Linked DNA regions of Macaca mulatta: region 2 is linked to region 1. A link is a contact called in public Hi-C data. All regions are on one chromosome and are shown on one strand. The core of a region is the stretch at or near the end of the contact, and the rest is flanking DNA. Distances in the headings are between cores, read along the strand shown. Region 1 holds the start of LEPROT (leptin receptor overlapping transcript). Region 2 holds the start of DNAJC6 (DnaJ heat shock protein family (Hsp40) member C6).

Region 1 (2,838 bases), core at 204-2,703:
CTTCCAAATAAGATCACATTCACAGGTACTAGGGAATTAGAGCCTGAATATATCTTTTTGGAGGACAAAAATTCAACCTACCATCTCTGTTCTCCCACCGCATCTGAGCACACCATAAACACTCACATAGTAATATAATTATTTCCAGCTCTGTCATCCCCCAATAACTTCTCATTTATCTTTGTACCCTAAGTCTCTGGCATACAGTAGTTCCTCAATAAAAGTTGAAGAATCTGTAAAATGCTTCCTTCCCTTAGTCCTTTTCCATTTCGGACTTCCTTTTTTTCCACCACATTACAATTTTCTAACACATTCACACATGTAACATGATCATGATTTGGCAGTTTCTGATCATGTGTTGTACTGAGACACTACTTTTCATGTTTTCGGCATTGGCTTCAAAAGGATGTATAACACACAGTCGACACTCTCCAAGTAAACCATGTTTACTAAACTGATATTGAGTGTAAAAGTCAGTCAGAAATAATGATAAAATATGTCTACCGCTAACATCTCACACACTCGGATAAATTCATAGTGAACAGAGGCGTACTTGTGTATACACATGTTTATAGCAGATATTAACTGGGGATATCTTTGGGTGCAAATTTCAAGAATGATACAAGCGCCAACATAAAAACAAGTCATGCTACTCTATTCGACAGATTAGAAATGGAATGGTTTCCTACCAAAATACAGGAAGCCTTGCAAAAAACCTTTTCCGTCTCACATTGCTCTAACGCCATACAGATAAGGTACACGGTGTTTTTATCAACTGCCCCAGGCAAAAAACACATACTACACAAACACTACTTTCTTCTCTATGCATAGACGAACAGAGAAAACATCGAAGAAAGCAGTATTAAAATTACACGTAATCTACTCTCCACGACTGCGAGAAACACCGTCTTTCTGGATGCTTTCCATTGACACCCGCCCGCAGTCAACTCTGCCCAGTTGGAAAAATCATTAGGAAAAAGAGGATTAAGTTTCCCAATGCTAAGAACGCTGGAGACAAAGCGTCCTTTGTAGCAAATAGGAAACTGCGGAGGGGCAGAAAACCGGAGGAAAGGCGTTAGGGTGGACACGTCAAGAAGTGGAAACCCGGTTTAAAAACTCGAGAGGGGTGGAGGGCGCCGCTCTCGCCGAGGGCTCCGCCTGGGGAGGGGTCTGGTGCCGCCACTGGAGAGCAGGAGGCCAGCGGCCTCGTAAAAAGGGCCGAGGCTCCCCCGAAACGCCGCTCCACCCGCACCCCAAGGGACGAAGGGAGCGGGCGATCGCCTCCCCACCCGGAGAGGCGGGAAGGGTGGTGAGGCCGTTCCCCAGAGGCGCGCGGAAGGCGCAGCCCCAGGCTTGACTGGAACGGAGGTGGCAACCCCACCACACGACGAGCGGGCCGGGGACCGCGATGTACCTTTAACGCCCGCCATGTCTCCCGAGCTGGGGCCGCGGCTGCTTCCGGCTTCCTGCCACGGCCCAGGCAGCCTGCCCAAGCCAGACCGGGAGTCGCCCCGCGGATCCCGAGCCCGCCCCGGCCACGCAGAGCCCCGCCCCCGCCGGTGCAGAACCCCGACCGTAGCTCGCAAACGCCGCGCCTGCTGGTCCAGACCCCTCCCCGACCACTCAGAGCCCCGCCCCCGCCGGTGCAGAACCCCGCCCCCAGCTCGCAGAGGCCGCGCCTGCTAGTTCAGACCCCGCCTCGCTACTCAGAGCCCCTCCCCTGACGGTACAGAGCTCCTCCCCTAGCTCGCAGAGGCAGCGCCTGCTGCTCCAGACCCCGCTACCGCTACTCAGAGCCCCGCCCCTGATAGTGCAGAGCTTCTCCCCTAGCTCGCGGAGGCCGCCCCTGCTGGTCCCGCCCTATCCCTCACTGGCCCAGAATTCCGCCCCCAACTCTCAGAGGCCTCCCCTTGTTGGTCCCGACCCCGCCCCCGCCACTCAGAACTCCGTTCCTGCCAGTCTAGAACTCTGCCCCCAGCTCGCAGAGTCCAGCTCCAGCCCTAAGACCCCACCTGGCCCCACAAAGCTTCCCCAGAGTAACCCCAACCCAGTGCCCTGGACCCTACTCCTAGATCCTGAGCCCTCTGGCTAATCCTCAAGCCCGTTCCTTTCGTGGGCTGGGACCTTGGCTCCGCCCGGACCTCGGGCCCAGAGTCTCTCCAGGGCCGCTCAGAACGCAGTGCACGCAGCGGGGGATCCTCCCTGAGCCTTCCTGAGAACGGAGATGTAGACAAGTGGAGAGAGGGAGGAGAGAGGAGAGGAAAAGTTGCAGTCGATGGGAGAGGGACACCGACTCACTAACCAGTGTTATGTTCCCTGAGCTCCCAAGTGCGTGCTTGTGTGCGAGTGTGTGCCTGTTTGCCTTCACATGACTGTGGAAGGGGAGGGGCGGGGTACCAGAGGACAGGCCCCTTAGGAAACACACCTCGTTAAGAACTTGATATTTGCATAGGTTTGCTTTGCTTCATAGCAACGCTTTACTGAAACCAGCGGGGTTTTTCTTTACTCCCTGGTTTATTTGTAGAGACGAAGACCATATAAGCTTTTGTGTCCGAAGCTTTCATGAACCTTAAAAAAAAAAAAAAAAAAAAAAAAGGCTATTATTTTTGTGCCTTGGGGCCTCAAAGTTTGCAGTTTTTAGATCTCTGAGAGTCATTGTGTACTTATCTCACAGGAGTGGAGAGTTCTGTTTTGGCAAGAGCAATCTAGAAGATCATTGAAACAGTCTGGTCTAAATGCTTCATCTTACATTTAAGGAAAGAGGTGCAGAAAGGGTAGGACTTGCCTGTCACACAGCTCTTTGGAGGAGGTTGGATTCTGGGCCACTTCCCCTCATTC
Region 2 (3,105 bases), core at 170-2,669, 160 kb after region 1:
ATGAGAATGTGGAATCTTTAATACCAGATTAACAGTGACAAACGCTCTACAGGTGACGAAATGCTAAAGGAGGGGTTACAGGTGGCAGGAACCCCAAAGATTTCAGGGAAGAGACTGCATTTGTGCTAGTCTTGGCAGGAGGGTAGGAATCCGGCAGGCTGAGATGCGGGCATGGACACTGCAAACAGAGAAAAGCCGGGAACCAGCAGATCAGGTCACTTCCCTGCTTAGCACACTTCAGTGTTTTTTCCCAGCTCATGTTGAATAAAATCTGAACTCCTCCTCATGTTCTGCCCAGACCTCATCCGGGCCCTGCATCCCTCACTTTCCCCTTGCTCAGTTCTGGCACTCTGGGAACCTTTTCACTTGCTATTCTCTATTACTCGGCTCCACGCTGGAGTAACTACTCGTCAGTCCCCGGGTCTCCGCTAACTTGCAGTGCCTCGGAGAGGCCTTCCCAGTCCGCCTGCCAAGGAAACTCGGGCCCCCTGCCTTTTTTCCTCTCTCAGCAGACTATCTGATTCCCTCCAAGCACACATAGCAATGTGTACCGGGCTTTCTCTGTTTTGCGTGTGTAATGTCTGTCTTCCTCTCTCGAAGCAGTTCCACAAGCCCTTGCCCATCGTGTTCTCCTCCGATCAAGGCAGATGGAGGGGCTCGATAAAAATTGTGGAATGAATGAATGGAGTGAGTCAGTGATTGGCTGTGAGTTGAGGCCCTGGCGAGGACAGGACTGAGTGTGCTAGGAAATAGTTTATCGCGGCGAGAGCTTCGAGATCACCGCAGGCAGGTAGAAAGGAGGTGGGTACAGGGCAGGAGGACCTTAAAGGGACCCTCGGGTTCGGATTCATTCCCCCAAAGGGCACTGCATTGCAGGCGCCAGGCCAGGTGCAGGGGCGGGGACAAGCTAACCTCAGTGAGGCTGTGTCGCCGCGCCACCGTGGCTTCCCTGTGTCCAGAGCCAAAGCAACGAGCAGGGGCTAGGGGAAAGGAGACTGTGCCGAGACAAAACCCTGCGCTTCCCCAGTGGTGCGCTTCCCCAGCGGTCCCCGTCCCCGCGGCCAAGGGTCGGGTTCGGGGGTCGCCTAGGCATCCAGGCTCCCGGGGCCGAGAACGCGGCCCGAGAGACCGCCGGGGACCGCCCCGCCGCCGCGGCGCCCCTGCCTCAGGGTAACAGGTCCCGACCGGCCGCGCCCACACTCACCCTGCCCCGCCTGGCGAGCTGAGCGCGGCCTCCACAGCCGCCGGGTCGCCTTCCACGGCCGCTGCAAGGAAAACAGCTTCCGGCTCTTCTGGCCTCCCTTCTCAGTGGCGCCCATCGGTGCGCCGCGCCCTCCCCCGCCGCCGCCGCCCGAGCCGAGCGCCACCGCTCGCCGCCGCCGCCGCGCGTCTGCCAGGTGCCGGGCCGCTGCCGGGAGACGCGCGCCGGGGGCGGAGCTTAGGGCCTGGAGCCGTGGCTGGCGCGGACCGGGGAGGCGTCCCCGCCCGGCCCACACGGCGGCGCCTGGCGCCCGAGGCGTGGGGGTGAGCGCTGGCCCGCGCCCCTCACTCGGGAGGCACAGTTAGCACCCTTAATTAATACAGAAGTCCTGGGGGGCGCTCACCCATTTTATCTCCCAGTTACAAACCATACACTCCACGCTCCGAGAGGGTAAGGCATCTGCCCACAATCACACAGCGCTAAAGAAATTCCAGAGCCCTAGGCTCTGACGATGTTTACTCACACCGTGCTACCGCCTCAGAATGAAACAACATCACGTTAGAAAGTGGTTTTAATTCTGACAGATATTCCTGTTTTCCTAATACAAGGGATTACTAGTCACCCATGATTTTTTGAGAACCTGTTCCATGTCCAGCTACTTTTACACACATTTCATGAAACCTCATTGCAACCCCATGGTGTGGGAGGCGTTTCCCATTTTCCAGATGAGGAAACTGAAATGGCGGAACTGAAGCTCCCTCACCCCATCCCCATGCCACCACTGGTCTCTGTTGAGATTTTGCTTGGAATTGCGAGAGACTGAGAGGAAGATCAAACCAACGCCCTTGAACACGACCTGGCTGCAATAATAATAGCTAATATTTATGGAATGCTTTTTATGTGGCAGATTTTACATACTGCTCAGGCTGGAGTGCAATGACGTCATCTCAGTTCACCACAACCTCTGCCTCCCGGGTTCAAATGATTCTCCTGCCTCAGCCTCCCGAATAATACTCGGGGGGCAGAAACAATCTCCAAACTCAACAGATGGGGAAGCTGAGCATCAGAGAGTACAGGTTAGATATCTAAAACCTCAATCAAGGTTTTACGTTAGGTCAAATTATGAAATTGCCATTTTTGTAGGCCCAAACAATATCAGACAAGAGCTTCTATAGGTGACCAAAATTAAAATCACTGGTGGAGATCGGGCACGGTGGCTCACACCTGTAATCCCAGCACTTCGGGCAGCCAAGGCAGTCAGATCACTTGAGCCCAGGAGTTCAAGAGCAGCCTTCGCAGCAAAGCAAAAACCTGTCTCTACCAAAAATGCATACACACACACACACACACACACATATTAGCCAGGCATGGTGGAACACACCTGCAGTCCCAGCTACTCAGGAGGCTGAGGTGGGAGAATCACCTCAGCGAGGTAGAGGCTGCAGTGAGCCGAGATGGTGCCACTATACTCCAGCCTGGCTGACAGAGTCACATTCTGTAAAAAAAAAAAAAAAAAAAAAAAAAAAAAAAATCACCAGTGGAGACAGGTGAAAATCGAATGCCTGCTGATGTGATATGCTGAGAAAGACACATCACTTATGGAGTCTTCTGGCCAAACATGCACAGCGTGAAGCTAATCATGGGGAAACATCAGATAAACCCAAAACAAGGAATCCACTATTAAAAGGGTCAGAGAAGTGCTGTATTCTTCAAAAGCATCAATGTCATAAAATAAGAAGAAAAGCTATGGAGATGTTCTAGATTCGAGGTGACTTGGCTGGGCACAGTGGTTCACGCCTATAATCCCAGTACTTTGGGAGGCCGAGGCAGATGAATCACCTGAGGTCAGAGGTTTGAGACCAGCCTGGCCAACATGGTGAAACCCCGTCTCTACTAAAATTACA

The links. Hi-C and Micro-C count contacts between places; a contact is called where the count stands out from the background.
Region 2: a Hi-C map of blood shows a contact between it and region 1, with 2.6 times the contacts expected there. The contact joins the promoter of DNAJC6 here to the promoter of LEPROT in region 1. A contact is called at or near these places in 2 of 14 Hi-C or Micro-C datasets (blood and fetal cortex germinal zone).

What each region holds. Positions count from the first base shown.
Region 1 is chr1:175,199,240-175,202,077 of T2T-MMU8v2.0, forward strand. It overlaps LEPROT (leptin receptor overlapping transcript), which reads right to left and starts at 1,454. Exons shown (of 4, transcript XM_015141789.3): 1 at 1,415-1,454. The coding sequence starts at 1,430.
Region 2 is chr1:175,362,723-175,365,827 of T2T-MMU8v2.0, forward strand. DNAJC6 (DnaJ heat shock protein family (Hsp40) member C6) reads right to left here and starts at 1,420. Exons shown (of 18, transcript XM_077954600.1): 1 at 1,205-1,420. The coding sequence starts at 1,319.